Linked DNA regions of Gasterosteus aculeatus: region 1 is linked to region 2. A link is a contact called in public Hi-C data. All regions are on one chromosome and are shown on one strand. Each heading gives the region's core, a stretch centred on a gene start, on an enhancer-like site or on the middle of the called end of the contact. The rest is flanking DNA. Distances are from core to core; before and after follow the strand shown.

Region 1 (5,796 bases), core at 3,259-5,758, 140 kb after region 2:
GATTCTTTTGGGACGCTGTTGAGAGAGAGGCAGAGGCAGACGTCGGTTTGCGCGCTCTGCTGACACTGACATTTGTTGATTCTCGAGAAGCTGTGTTTCTAAAAAGAAGCGGCTGGTAAGCTCACTTTATTCCCCTTTTCCGACTTTATGTCTACAAAGATGGAACAGCCCTTTTACCACGACGACTCTTTTCTGTCGCATTACGGCCAATCGGACGCAGGCATGCACGACTACAAGCTGCTGAAGCAGAATATGAACTTGAACCTGACAGAACCTTATCGCAGCCTGAAATCCCAGCTGAGGGCCGAGATAGACCCGTACCATGGGGGTCACCAAGACGTCGGGTCGCTAAGGCTCGCGTCCCCGGAGCTGGAGAGGCTCATCATCCAAAACAGTAACGGCGTGATCACTACCCCCACCCCGGGCCAGTACTTCTACAACCGGGGCATCACCGATGAGCAAGAGGGCTTCGCAGACGGCTTCGTGAAAGCCCTGGACGAGCTGCACAAGATGAACCAGATGCCCCCTCCTAACGTGTCCATCGGAGCCGGCGGAGCTGCGGCGTGTTCGGCGGCGGCCCCTAGCGTCTTCGGCTCAGCGCTGCAGCCGGAGCCTCCCATCTACACCACACTGAACGCCTACTGCCCGAACACAAGCCTCTCCTCCGCCTCCAGCTATCCAACGGCCACCATCAGCTACCTGCCGCCGCACCAGCAGAACCACCCCCAGGGCGCGACGCACGGGACGCACCCGTTCCAACACGCGCTGCCGGGCTCTGGCCTCCATCCGCACCGGCTCCTCAATCTGAAAGAGGAGCCCCAGACCGTTCCCGACCTGCTTAGCAGCGACGGCTCGCCCCCGATGTCCCCGATCGACCTGGAGACCCAGGAGAAGATCAAGGCGGAGCGAAAGAGGCTGAGGAACCGCTTGGCGGCAACCAAATGCCGGCGGCGCAAGTTGGAGCGCATCGCACGGCTGGAGGATAAGGTGAAAGGTCTGAAGAACGACAACGTGGGGCTCTCCAACACGGCGTCGGTGCTTCGGGATCAGGTGGCGCAGCTCAAGCAGAAGGTCCTGACGCACGTGAGCAGCGGCTGTCAGCTGATGCTCACGAGCAAGTTGGAGGCGTTTTAAAAAAATTACGACAGAGACTACTAAGTGACTGAGAAGTAATAACACTGGAGCCGCGCTCTGCACGCGTAGCACCGGGAACACCGGGGCTGGTGTGTTGTCAGCGCGGACAGCAGCAGCACAGGGCCGCCGGGCCGTGCGGAGACAACTATTTACGCTATTTAGGGTGAAAAGACTGAGTGAAAAAATGGTACTTCCGGATGCTGGACATCGCTCAAAGCACCATTCAACACCTGACACCGGGGCCGCATCCAGACCGAGCGCACAGTGAGCCGGGCAGCGCGCACAGACAGACCCACAGTCGTGGGAATGATTATTATTGTATTTCTTTGTATGTTTTTGCAACCGATAATTTCATGCCACGCTGCATTATTTCAATGTATAAATTATTTGTTGTTTGTCCGGTTGACCCGGGCAACCCAATGACGTCCAATGTTTACACTGTCTTTCATTTTTTATTTGTGATGTGTATTTAAGTAAAGTGTCTCCAAATGAAACTGAAAATGGTGGATTTGAGTGTTTGTTTCTAAATCAGTATATCACGCGAGTCATATACGGGGTGGGGAGATAAGAACCAACAACGTCTCTTTACTACCATATTGTGGCCGTGACAGTTGCCATGACTCCCGGCGAGGAGCGCTCACAAAATCACATTCGGGTTTCCGCGTTTTTACGCACAGAGCGTAGCCCGCGCACGTAGACCTTTCCTTGTTACGCACGGGCATGTCCATATACGGGTATGCCGGCGAAGATGGCGTCACATGGTAGCGTTTCTGGGAACCCCCGCCCAGGTAATGCGAACGAGTTCCATCTGCCCTTCCTTGTTTTGCATCGATAAGGGCTGTTAGCTCCGCGAGGGTGGTGGAATTTCCTTTTCTTATTATGCAACTTTCGACTTAAGAAGTAGTTTTATTTATTTAGACAGATCATTTGCTGGGCGCAGTGAGTGACATTATACATAAATATTAAGCCTTAATCACATCCTCAAATTCCGTTGGGAGACACTCACACGCGTCAACGCCGCAGCACATATTTAGGCGTCAGAGTAGTAAAACAAACAAACGAAAAAGGGGGAAGTGACGGCGACTCCAGGAATGCCGGGGCGTCTCGCGATGCCGTGCCGGTAGGCGCGAGTGGGCGTTCGGAGCAGGCGGGGGCGTTTCGTGCGGACGGACGAAGATGTGCGCGCTGCCAAGGACAAAGTCCTCGTGGGACGCGTCATGGGCCAAAAATGCGCGGCTGTGGGGCGCTGAACACACTGAGGGATGGAGAGGAGGGGAAAGTCCCGCGTTGGGCGCAAGTGAATTAGTCGGCATAGGGGTCACTGCACGTCCTCCCCGGGGCCCCCCATGACGCAGACAACAATGATAGTGTGTGGTGGGGGGAAGCGAGGGTTAATTGTTCGCTGAAATTACTCAGGGGAGCATTTAGGAGCTCATACTCAGGGAAATATGCGAAAGCCAATAAAAAGGAACGCGATGCTTTTGTGAAGTCGTGTGCAAAACTGATCTCAGGAAAACTGAGGGGGATTTCTGTCGTTTTAGCAGTCTGTGACGTGCAAACAGCAAACAAGACAGCCGGCGTGGATTTAGATTGGAACATCGTTCTCTATCTCTCTCTCTCTCTCTCTCTCGTTTTCTCTCAGTACTCGAGAAAACCACTTCAAAAGAGCGAAGACATGAGGGCTGCGGTCTTTTTCTTGCGCTCCCACACCTGAAGCTGTTTTCGCCTAAAACATCATTTCCATCAATAACAACGCCTATTCAATTAATCTGCCATGGATGTGGAAACTGAACCGGGGGACGCCCCCGCAACTTCTCCTTTTCATCAAGAAACATAGATTTCAGGGGATGTACATTTCTGGACGTGTTTATGTGTGTCGTTTTTTTTGCCCTTTTCAACAGTTAATAGTAATGAATTTCAGTGGCACTGAAGTACAATTGATTTATTTTCTCTTAAATATTCATGAATGTGCCCTCAACCCAATAACATCCTGCACTTACAGCATCAAGCAGAACAGCTCCTACTCAAAGGAATACTTTTTAAATATCACTGGAGCGTTCAAGTCTCCATTTACGCACGCAGCAGGCCTACATATTATTATGTGCTCACACACGCTCACAGAACAAGCCAATGGGTGCCATACTGGCTCTCCACACGCCTCGGCCCACAACCCACACTGAGTGTCTGTGGGAACATCTGTGATGCGAACCGTGACGTATGAAGAGCTCTCGGTGGGTTTGATTTTCCTCTCCACGAGCCCCCATCCCCTCCCACAGACGTGCTCAGGCCTGGCTCTCTCTCGCTCATCCTCTCCCTCTCTCTGGTCTTCTGTTATCTTCTCGAAGGCCATGAATATTCCTCCCACCTTGCCGCAGCCATCTGAGGTTCTTCGAGAAGTCGGAATACAAGTTTTAGACGGCAAACAGAGGACTCATTCCGGAACGGGACGTTTGCCTTCGCGAGACCTTTGGGGTAGTCATGAAAAGACATCTTTAAACCGTGTACAGTAAATAAGAAATGATTAGCAGTTCGCTGTATGTATTGAGGCCATGAAATGGGCCAATGTATGTGTTTCCCCTTTGATCATAATCCCAAGTGTGGGAAGCTCATATGAATGACTCTTTACTGTATGACGATAGAAGTGGTTTACACTTAATTACGCACAAATCAACAATCATCCACCTCTTTAATTTGACGCATTATTATATCCATTCATCAAAAGTCCCCGTCACAAAGCTGCCAGTAAGATGGATCACTCATCGGGCCTGTAGCAGGGGTTGGGCCCCTGCTACAGGCCCGTTGAGTGTCAGGGCCCCCCCCTGAACTTTATCTAGAAAATATTAACACAAAGAAATGTGTACCCAACAGGAAGTGAGCCAAAGTGACCACAAGGAAAATAAAACAGCCAAAGAGATAAAACAACTATAAAGAGACACACAACAGTTGCAAAGGAACCCAAAGAGATTCACAACTACGAAGAAAAGGGGGCAAACAACTAAAGAGAAACTCAAAACGACTACAAAGACACACAAAGTTACCAAGAAAAGACATAAAACAACAATGGGAGGCTGAACAACAATGAGGTCTGTGCGTTTGGCCCAGAAGTAGGAGGGATGTCGGAGCCTTTCGCATGTCTGTGCCCACGGACCCGTTGTCTAATCTTACGCCCATAGCAGCAGTAATGCATCTCCGCCATTGGTTTGGCTGAGAGGTAAAATAAAGCAGTCGGCTGTGACTGAGTGATCTGGCGCGTAGGAAGCGTTTGTTGGAATAGCATCGGGTTGTCGTACACGTTGGTGTATTAATACTACAGCAGTGCAGTGGCCTGGACAGCAGGCTTTAGATCAACACGTGAAGTTCTGATGAGGGTGAACTAGCCAGCGACAAAGTGCAGTCTGAAGGGTTCCTGTAGGCGCACAACACCATCTAGTGGCACAACACTGGAACCGCAGGTAAAAATCGCGAGCCACAGGCCAGAGCTTCAGCGCCAATAACACGTGGTGGTTTATATTAATCCTCATATTGTTTTGAACAAACATTCCTTTTTATACAAGTTCCCTCACACAGGGAGAGAGCATACCCTTTTCATCTGCATGTGCAGCCTCCACGACCACAATTCAGTATCTTATTTACAACCAAGGGGCCGCCGGAAGATTATCAGTAAAACGTGGAGGGTTGTGTATTTGTTTTCATCGGCACAAAGGAAATGAGTTAAAGGCCTGTCTGGCTGCCCGCGTGCACCCATCTCATCTTACCGTTAACCCGCCACTACTGCGTCCCATCGGGCATTTATCTGTTGTGTGCTAGCAGGCCATACCGATGAAGGTACAATTAATTGTGTTTCCCTCTTGTGTGGGAGGTAATGAAATGCGCTCCTTTTATGGGTGAAGTTAATGTCACGACGGTAATAAGGGGGGGCGGCTTCCAGTGTAAGAGTTGTCAACACTGGGCTGGGTTTTTGGTTTAATATTTTTATTTAATCCGTATTTTAGTTGAAGGGTAATTATTATACAGTTCTTAAAATGATTGCGTTGGATTTGACTTTTTTCTGGTGCATAGAATTGAATTGTACCATCCAAAATGATGTTTCCTTTTTGTTTGAACTCATTCTCTTCCATGTTACAATTAGTCCTACTAATGAAGCGCAGTCATCAGCATAGTGAAATGAGTGCCTGTGTGTGTAGCGACACTCATTTGTGAGCCCCTCTGTCCACTCTGCCGCTGGCTGCTCGAACGACACGTTATTAACTAACATCGAAATGCAAAAGCCGCAAAACAGACAGCCACACACACACACACACACACACACACACACACAGTTCCTAATTGCTTGTCCTTTAAAAAAGAAAACTAATCAATTGGTGCGTGGCGTTATCAGCATTCACTGCCGTCTCACCTGCAGAGAGCAAACACTGAGAAAAACACCACCGTACGACTAAAGTGTCGAGGTACAGTATTAGTAACTTTTAATAAACGGGCCCTTCTGATTAAGCCAGACATTGTCGGTGTTAAAAGCTATTTCCTAATTAGTGTACGAGCCTCTGAATATCTCCCCTCCAGCAGTGGTGGAGGGAGGGCGGGACTGAGTGACAGCTGGTGAACACACTTGTCGCGTTGCGTTAGTAAAGCCGGGTGTGTCGGTGGTGAGAAGGCGTCGCATGA
Region 2 (6,417 bases), core at 2,400-4,899:
GACCCCTCACGCTGCCGCGTGCCCACCTCCCGTCGTCTTAACGTGTTTTCTCTCCCCGCGCCGCCCGTGGGAGATGTTGCCGAGCATGAACGAACCATTGTGCGTTGAAAACGGTTGAAACCGGGCGACGCAAAAGCTAACGCACAGCTGCGTGGCTGCCGCGCTCAGTGGCGCCCGACGTTCACCGTTTCCTCAAAGTAAAAAGTCGTGGATTCGCACTAAAACTCCTCGCTGGTGGCTGAAATATAACGTCAATGGAATCCAGATGTTCCGGGGAACGTATTGGTAGCTAGCTAGCTCAGCCAATACGCGCAAAACAACGTAAACAGAGCAAACTATTGGTGAATATTGCACTGTATCGGTATGTGAATGCGCCTTTCTTCCCGCCGTGTCTGTGTGTACTAATCGATGTGCTGAAAGAAGAAAGCGGCCACCCGTCTGTCCTCTCCAGCAGGTTGGACCCGTTTGTCATCTTTGCCTTTTTTGGATTCCAACTGCTACTTGTAGCTGTAAAGTATTGCACTACTTAAAGTTCAGACCCTCCATCTTTTTTCTTTTTTTTTAAGAGCCAGTAGAATTGAAATATTGTTGAATCTGCTGCAACCTATATTCTTTAACACATGGCAATTTTTTTTCACAAGCTGTAAGCAAACAAAGCTGGTATCCAGAAACGTGTTTAGCATGAACTAACCCCCCCCCCCCCCCCCCAAAAATAGCTTTTATATTGATGCCTCTATAATATGCACAATAATGTAAGAAGTTCAGCAGATGGTCATAAAAGTTGAAATATTCGGGAAACACCTTAAACCGATGTTGAATCACATTCAGGGTTGTAAAATGCTCCTTTTGGCAGTTCAAGTTTTATTAGTTTGGATTATTTACTGCATGGCGAACATGAAGGGAACTGTTTGGCTTCGGGGAAAAGGATGGTTCCCTGTTGGTTTGCTTCCCACCAGCGCAGACATCTCCTCCTCCGCGCCCTGCCTTGGTAACGGCGCATCCGACTGAAATACTATATTCAATATTCATATTGAAAGTAAACCAATTAATTGGCGTGATTATCGATCCATCTGTGTTGTGAAGTTTAGAACCCCCCCCCCCAAAAAAAAAGAGGAAGTAATTGATAAGCTTTCTCCTTTTCACTCCGTAACACACATGTGGTTGTGTGAAATAGCTGTGGGAAGTGCGAAATGTGCAGCAATCAGTTGCGCGGCTGGGAGGAGATGACAGAGGTTTGCTGGATGCAGACACGGCCGACACCTCGGAGGGAGATTCTACGTTTACCTGCCTGTGGAGCGCTTGCTGAGTCGAGGGTAGGGTTAGAGGTTCAGGTTATCTGCTATGTGCCAGATGCCTTCTCAGCTGTGCTTTGTTCCGCCTTTTAACTTAAGACTCCTAGGAAACAGTCTGTGCACGTCTTTTCTTATCTAATCGGTGAACGATTTGTGGGGCAACACCCGATCCGTCTGCTACTGAAAAGATAAGATCAACTGTAAGGGAAGTTTGTAAAGGGTCTGGACGCCGCTGAGTCACTCGGTACACTCCCGAGTGTAAACATCCTTAACTACGGCCATCTGCAATAGTTATGAATTATTTGCTTATAAAATCAGGCGTGACCGACACGGATGATTAAATACGCAGTATATCATTTGCCAATAAAAGCAGACTTTTATGTCTGACATATTTTGGCAATCAATGTTTCCTGAAAATTTACATGAAGGCTTCATAGTCCGTTCCAAACTTCCTGGAGCCAGATTAGAAATGTCGTCTTTGGAGGTTTAAAACCGAGTTGCATTCAGTTTCCTCCCAAAAAGAATATAACAGTCTGATTGATCCTCCACGCTGTTGACTTGTCATCCCAAAAGCAGTATTGAATAATTGATATTGTCCGATCGATGAAGAGGCAAAAGCTCTAGCACTATTCTCAGCTGAAGTTTATTAATTAATACCATTTATTTTTTTCTTTACACCCTCAAATCCACAAAGATTAAGGACTTTTGAGCACAGCATAGCTGCTTCAGTTGTGCAGTTCAAGTGCAGGAATTGATGCAGCATTATCTGGACATACTGTATTTACACAACAATGTAGGACAAGCATTGTTGTGTAAGCACCTGATATTTACACCTTTAAATTATTTTTTTTTATGTGTGTGTGTGTATCTGCACGTTTCGAATTACCCCCCAAAAATCACAGGGCTGCAACTATGAAATTTGATCTTTTCATTTAAACGCGCTTTATAACGTGACGCGTCTGAGCAGCTTTTTACTTGGTTCTTGGGGCCGCGGTCGGATTCAGTGGGACAACAACATTCCGCTGACACATTAAATTACTTGCCAAGCGTTCGTACAAGAGAGACGGCCATCACACCGAGAGGCCTGCTGGCACTCATTTACCGGTTATAAAACTCTTCATAAAGCGCTTATTTAATCCTCTGCAACAATAGTCAAGACAAACGTGCTGAGGGGACTAATGAAGATGTAAAGTTATGCAAGACACCAAAGAATGAACACTTTTTTTTCTGCAATGATGAGTCATAATAATCATTATCTCATCCCTAATAAATGATTCTTAGTTACTTTGTTACTACAACCGCGTAGTTTGATCATCCAATGTAGCGGTGTTTGAGAAAAGTGTTACTAATCACTAAGTAGAAATGGCCCGTCTTCTCTTGTTTACATATGAAAGCCATATTGAGGTTTGAACGTAAATTGAAACCGTTTCGTCACCAGTGTAGAGATCCTCTTCCTGGTAAGGTGAATACATGTTGTGATACTGGTGCTAACATTTGGTTTCTCTCGTGTTTCCATAGCGATGGCGGAGGCCCACCAGGCGGTGGCGTTCCAGTTCACCATAACGCCGGAGGGGATTGACCTGCAGCTGTCCCATCAGGCCCTGAACCAAATCTTCCTGTCGGGAGTACGATCATGGAAGAAACGAGTCAGCCGCATGAGGGTGAGGATGATGGGGTATTTTGTGTGTGTGTCCCTTTCTTTGTTCTTTTTTAAAATGGTGTCATCATAAAGTCAAATCGCACATCCAATTTGACTTATCTAAGTCAGAGCTCCCCAACTGCCGGGCCGCACCACAGAAAGAACATATATATCAGGGTTCGTGGAAAACGGAAAGGTCATGAAATTTTAAAATGATCATTTCCAGGCCTGGAAAAATCATGGAAAAAATAAAATCCCAAAACCTTTTGGAAAAGTCATGGAAATGTGTTATATTTCTATGTTCATGTGGTTCAGTTAAGATAACAAAAACATGGGAGAGCCGTGCTAAAGGAAGCAGACATCAGTGCGCCGCTGCTAGCGAAGCTACTACAGGAACGACTGCTAGCGCAGCATGGACATTTAGTTTGAAGTCATGAAAATTCATTGGTCAAAATGTGTATGAACCCTCATATATATATATATATATTTGTAACTTGATTTCTTTTTTTTTCATTTTGAAATTTGACCGGATTCGCTACTATTTACCTGCGCTAGTAACGTATTTCGCAAGCATCACCAAGCATTTCTTTCACGTTTAGAATTGTCCACTCATTGCTGTGCACGGCAGTTCCCTCACTTGTGGACAGAGAGCGCAACTACGAGCCTCTCTTGACATGTACCGGCCTGCATTTCTGCCCCTCCTAGAGTGACTGAGACATAGCTGTTAGTGTGTATGCGTGCGTCCTCCCTTCACTGCTCCTGCCAGTTCCTACAAGTGTGTGCTGTGAGGCCACACATGTACCCTTACAAAATGCATTTTAAAATCCACAATGTTCTATACGTTTTGGGGATGGTATATATGGTTTGGGGAAGAAATGTTAACTACATGAAGGTAAACGTAGAGAGTTAATGCTTGGATAATCCTGGGGGTCTTTCTAGAATGAGCCTTGTTATCGGCTGTAAAAGATTGCCTTTTTGTTTCTTTTTCCGTGGTAACAGAACCGGGTGATCAAGGGAGTGTACCCAGCCAGTCCTTCCTCCTGGCTCTTTGTCGTCATAGCGATCCTGGCTACCATGTACATGCGCTCGGATCCCAGCATGGGGCTCATCAAGATGATACAGCAACACCTGCCACTGAGGTAAACTGGAACCTCTGCTTTTTACCTTCTTAAAGCAATACATGAGTTTTTGTAAAGTGGGGCTAAACATGTTACTGTCCTGTTTTTTTAGCCACCTAAAAAATCAATAACTCTTAATAATACTCGTAATAAAGTTTACGCTCTTCGTATTATTTGTCAGACAGCCCTTTCTGAGGGGAGCTGAAACCGCTCTCTTTTGCTTTCCCCAAAAGACCAAAGTTCATATTAATCAAAGACACCCAGTAATGCCTGAGTCTGGTGGTTTGGAAGAGAGAATAGATTCAGGCCTCAGAGCTCCATCTGAGGGCTGTCTGGCAAATTAAAATACTAAATATAGCAATAAGTTTAAGCTGATAGTTTTTTTTCCTGCTGTCTACTTTTCTTAACTTGGCGTGCTGACTAACATTTACTGTAGCTAATACAATAACTAAACTAACCCATAGCATTTTATTTTATTCCTCTTGCACTATGTTGTCTTGTCTGTCTTGTTGTCCATTGTCATACTGTCTTCTGCTAGGCACCAGTCGCCAAGTCAAGTTCCTAGTATGTCTGACATATTTTGGTAATAAATGTTTCCTGATGAATAAGTACTTCGCACAAAGCCAATTCAAGATACCCATAGTATGGCTTTTTAAGGTAGATGGGACGGTTGATCATTTCCCTTTTTGCATACAAGTTGTAGCAGTCTGCCCGCGGGTGCGAGCACCATGTTCACGGACATAAGGGCACAAGGGCGCCCCCTGATATAATGGTAGGGGAAACACTGAACGCCCTCTGCTTTTCTTGTGCAAGAGGAGCAGAGGGCGTCTTTGAAGCAGAGGGCGTTGGTGTTAACAAAAGCATTTCTGCACAATGGATACAGATAAGAAATAACACGTGAATGTTCACGGATCCTATCACATACTTATTTTACATGGATGTCATCACATTCTTGCTGTTAAATTTCAATTACATTTATTTTGCACAGCCCAAAATCACAAGATTTTTAATCTGTACACAAAATCACCTTAAGTAGAGCTGCAGAGGAGGGATCCCACTTCCAGGATGGCCAGAAGTGTGATGGAAGATGGATGAAGAGATATTAAGAATGAACAAGATAAAGGATTCACAATGTCTTGCATGCATATCATTATAATTATTTATATGTATATATTATTTTATATTATATGAGTAATACGCAGAATAATGATGGACAAATGGCTAGTCCTAATATATACAGCAGCAGTGGATATAGTAGCATGATTATATCTCCAGTAGGTAAATTACTTCTGGTCTGGTGGACCTCCGACTCAATAATTGCTGCCAGCTTTAAGTGACGGCTCAACTTACAAATTCCAGTCAGTCTCGTTCTGATGAGGAACTGCAGGGAACCAGGGTCAGCTGAAAACAAACATTACTTTGAAGCACACAAAACATTCAAGGGTGTGGCACCTGCAACTTGAACTTTCCCACACTTCCCTACTACACCGCTCACTAAACATAGTTAGTTAGCGACAACACCACTTCCACAATACGCACACACACGCACATGCAAACAAAGGAAGTTGTGCACACTGCAAACTCGCGTTGCAGTTTGAGGCCGCTGAAAATAACAGCTTGTCCATATGTATTTCCATACGACTGAGTTATTTCATTGTTAATTGATGTAAATCATCACCACCGTATAAGGAAATATGAAACCAAATAGTTTTGTTTTAAAACTGTTGTGCACCAATGTGACTCTTTCAGTCCTGATAGTGATCCATGCTTTAGGTTCTGGCCGATTATAAGTACCGATAAGATACCCAGATAAAGTCAATAAGCCATAAGTGACTGGGATCTTTCAGCCACGTGTAAACCACGTCAGAGTTTGAGTTGAATATAGCCTTCCTAGCTGTGCACAACCAAAGTGTAACAAGTGAATAGACCTACGCTGAATACACTACAGTCTCTGAGCATTACTGAACTAAGAGCATCATGAAGACCAAAGAGCTCATCAACAGATCAGGGATCAAGTTGTAGCTACGTATGAAGTATGCTTATGTAAAAATATCCCAAGCTTTGCACATGTCACAAAGCACATTAAACTCCACCATCCATTAATGGAAAGAATATGGCACGACCACAAACCTACCAAGAGAAGGCCGATCACACAAACTGACAAGCCAGACAAGGAGAAAGTTAATCAGAGAAGCTACCAAGAGGTCCATGGTGACTCTGGAGGAGCTGCAAAGATCCACAGCTGAGAATCATCCCAGAGGACACAGCCGTGTACTCCACACATCTGGCCGCTGTTGAAAGTAAACCATAAGAAATCCTGTTTGGAGTTTGCACAAGCCATGTGGGAGACACGGCACACATGTGGAAG

The links. A called contact is a pair of places that touch in the nucleus more often than the background predicts.
Region 1: a contact with region 2 is called in a Hi-C map of skeletal muscle, with 2.3 times the contacts expected there. The contact joins two enhancer-like sites. A contact is called at or near these places in 2 of 6 Hi-C or Micro-C datasets (both in skeletal muscle).

The regions. Positions count from the first base shown.
Region 1 is chr11:5,049,968-5,055,763 of fGasAcu3.hap1.1, forward strand. It overlaps LOC120828141 (transcription factor JunB), which reads left to right. Exons shown (of 1, transcript XM_040191511.2): 1 at 1-1,635. The coding sequence starts at 148. The coding sequence ends at 1,134. Among protein-coding and RNA genes, the nearest start is that of LOC120828141, 3.2 kb to the left of the region's middle. Within about 2 kb of position 4,509, at least 1 of the 9 cell types and tissues checked has open chromatin away from gene starts, as enhancers often do.
Region 2 is chr11:4,912,917-4,919,333 of fGasAcu3.hap1.1, forward strand. cpt1a2b (carnitine palmitoyltransferase 1A2b) reads left to right here. Exons shown (of 19, transcript XM_040190830.2): 2 at 2,811-2,953; 3 at 3,931-4,070. The coding sequence starts at 2,813. Among protein-coding and RNA genes, the nearest start is that of cpt1a2b, 3.4 kb to the left of the region's middle. Within about 2 kb of position 3,650, at least 3 of the 9 cell types and tissues checked have open chromatin away from gene starts, as enhancers often do.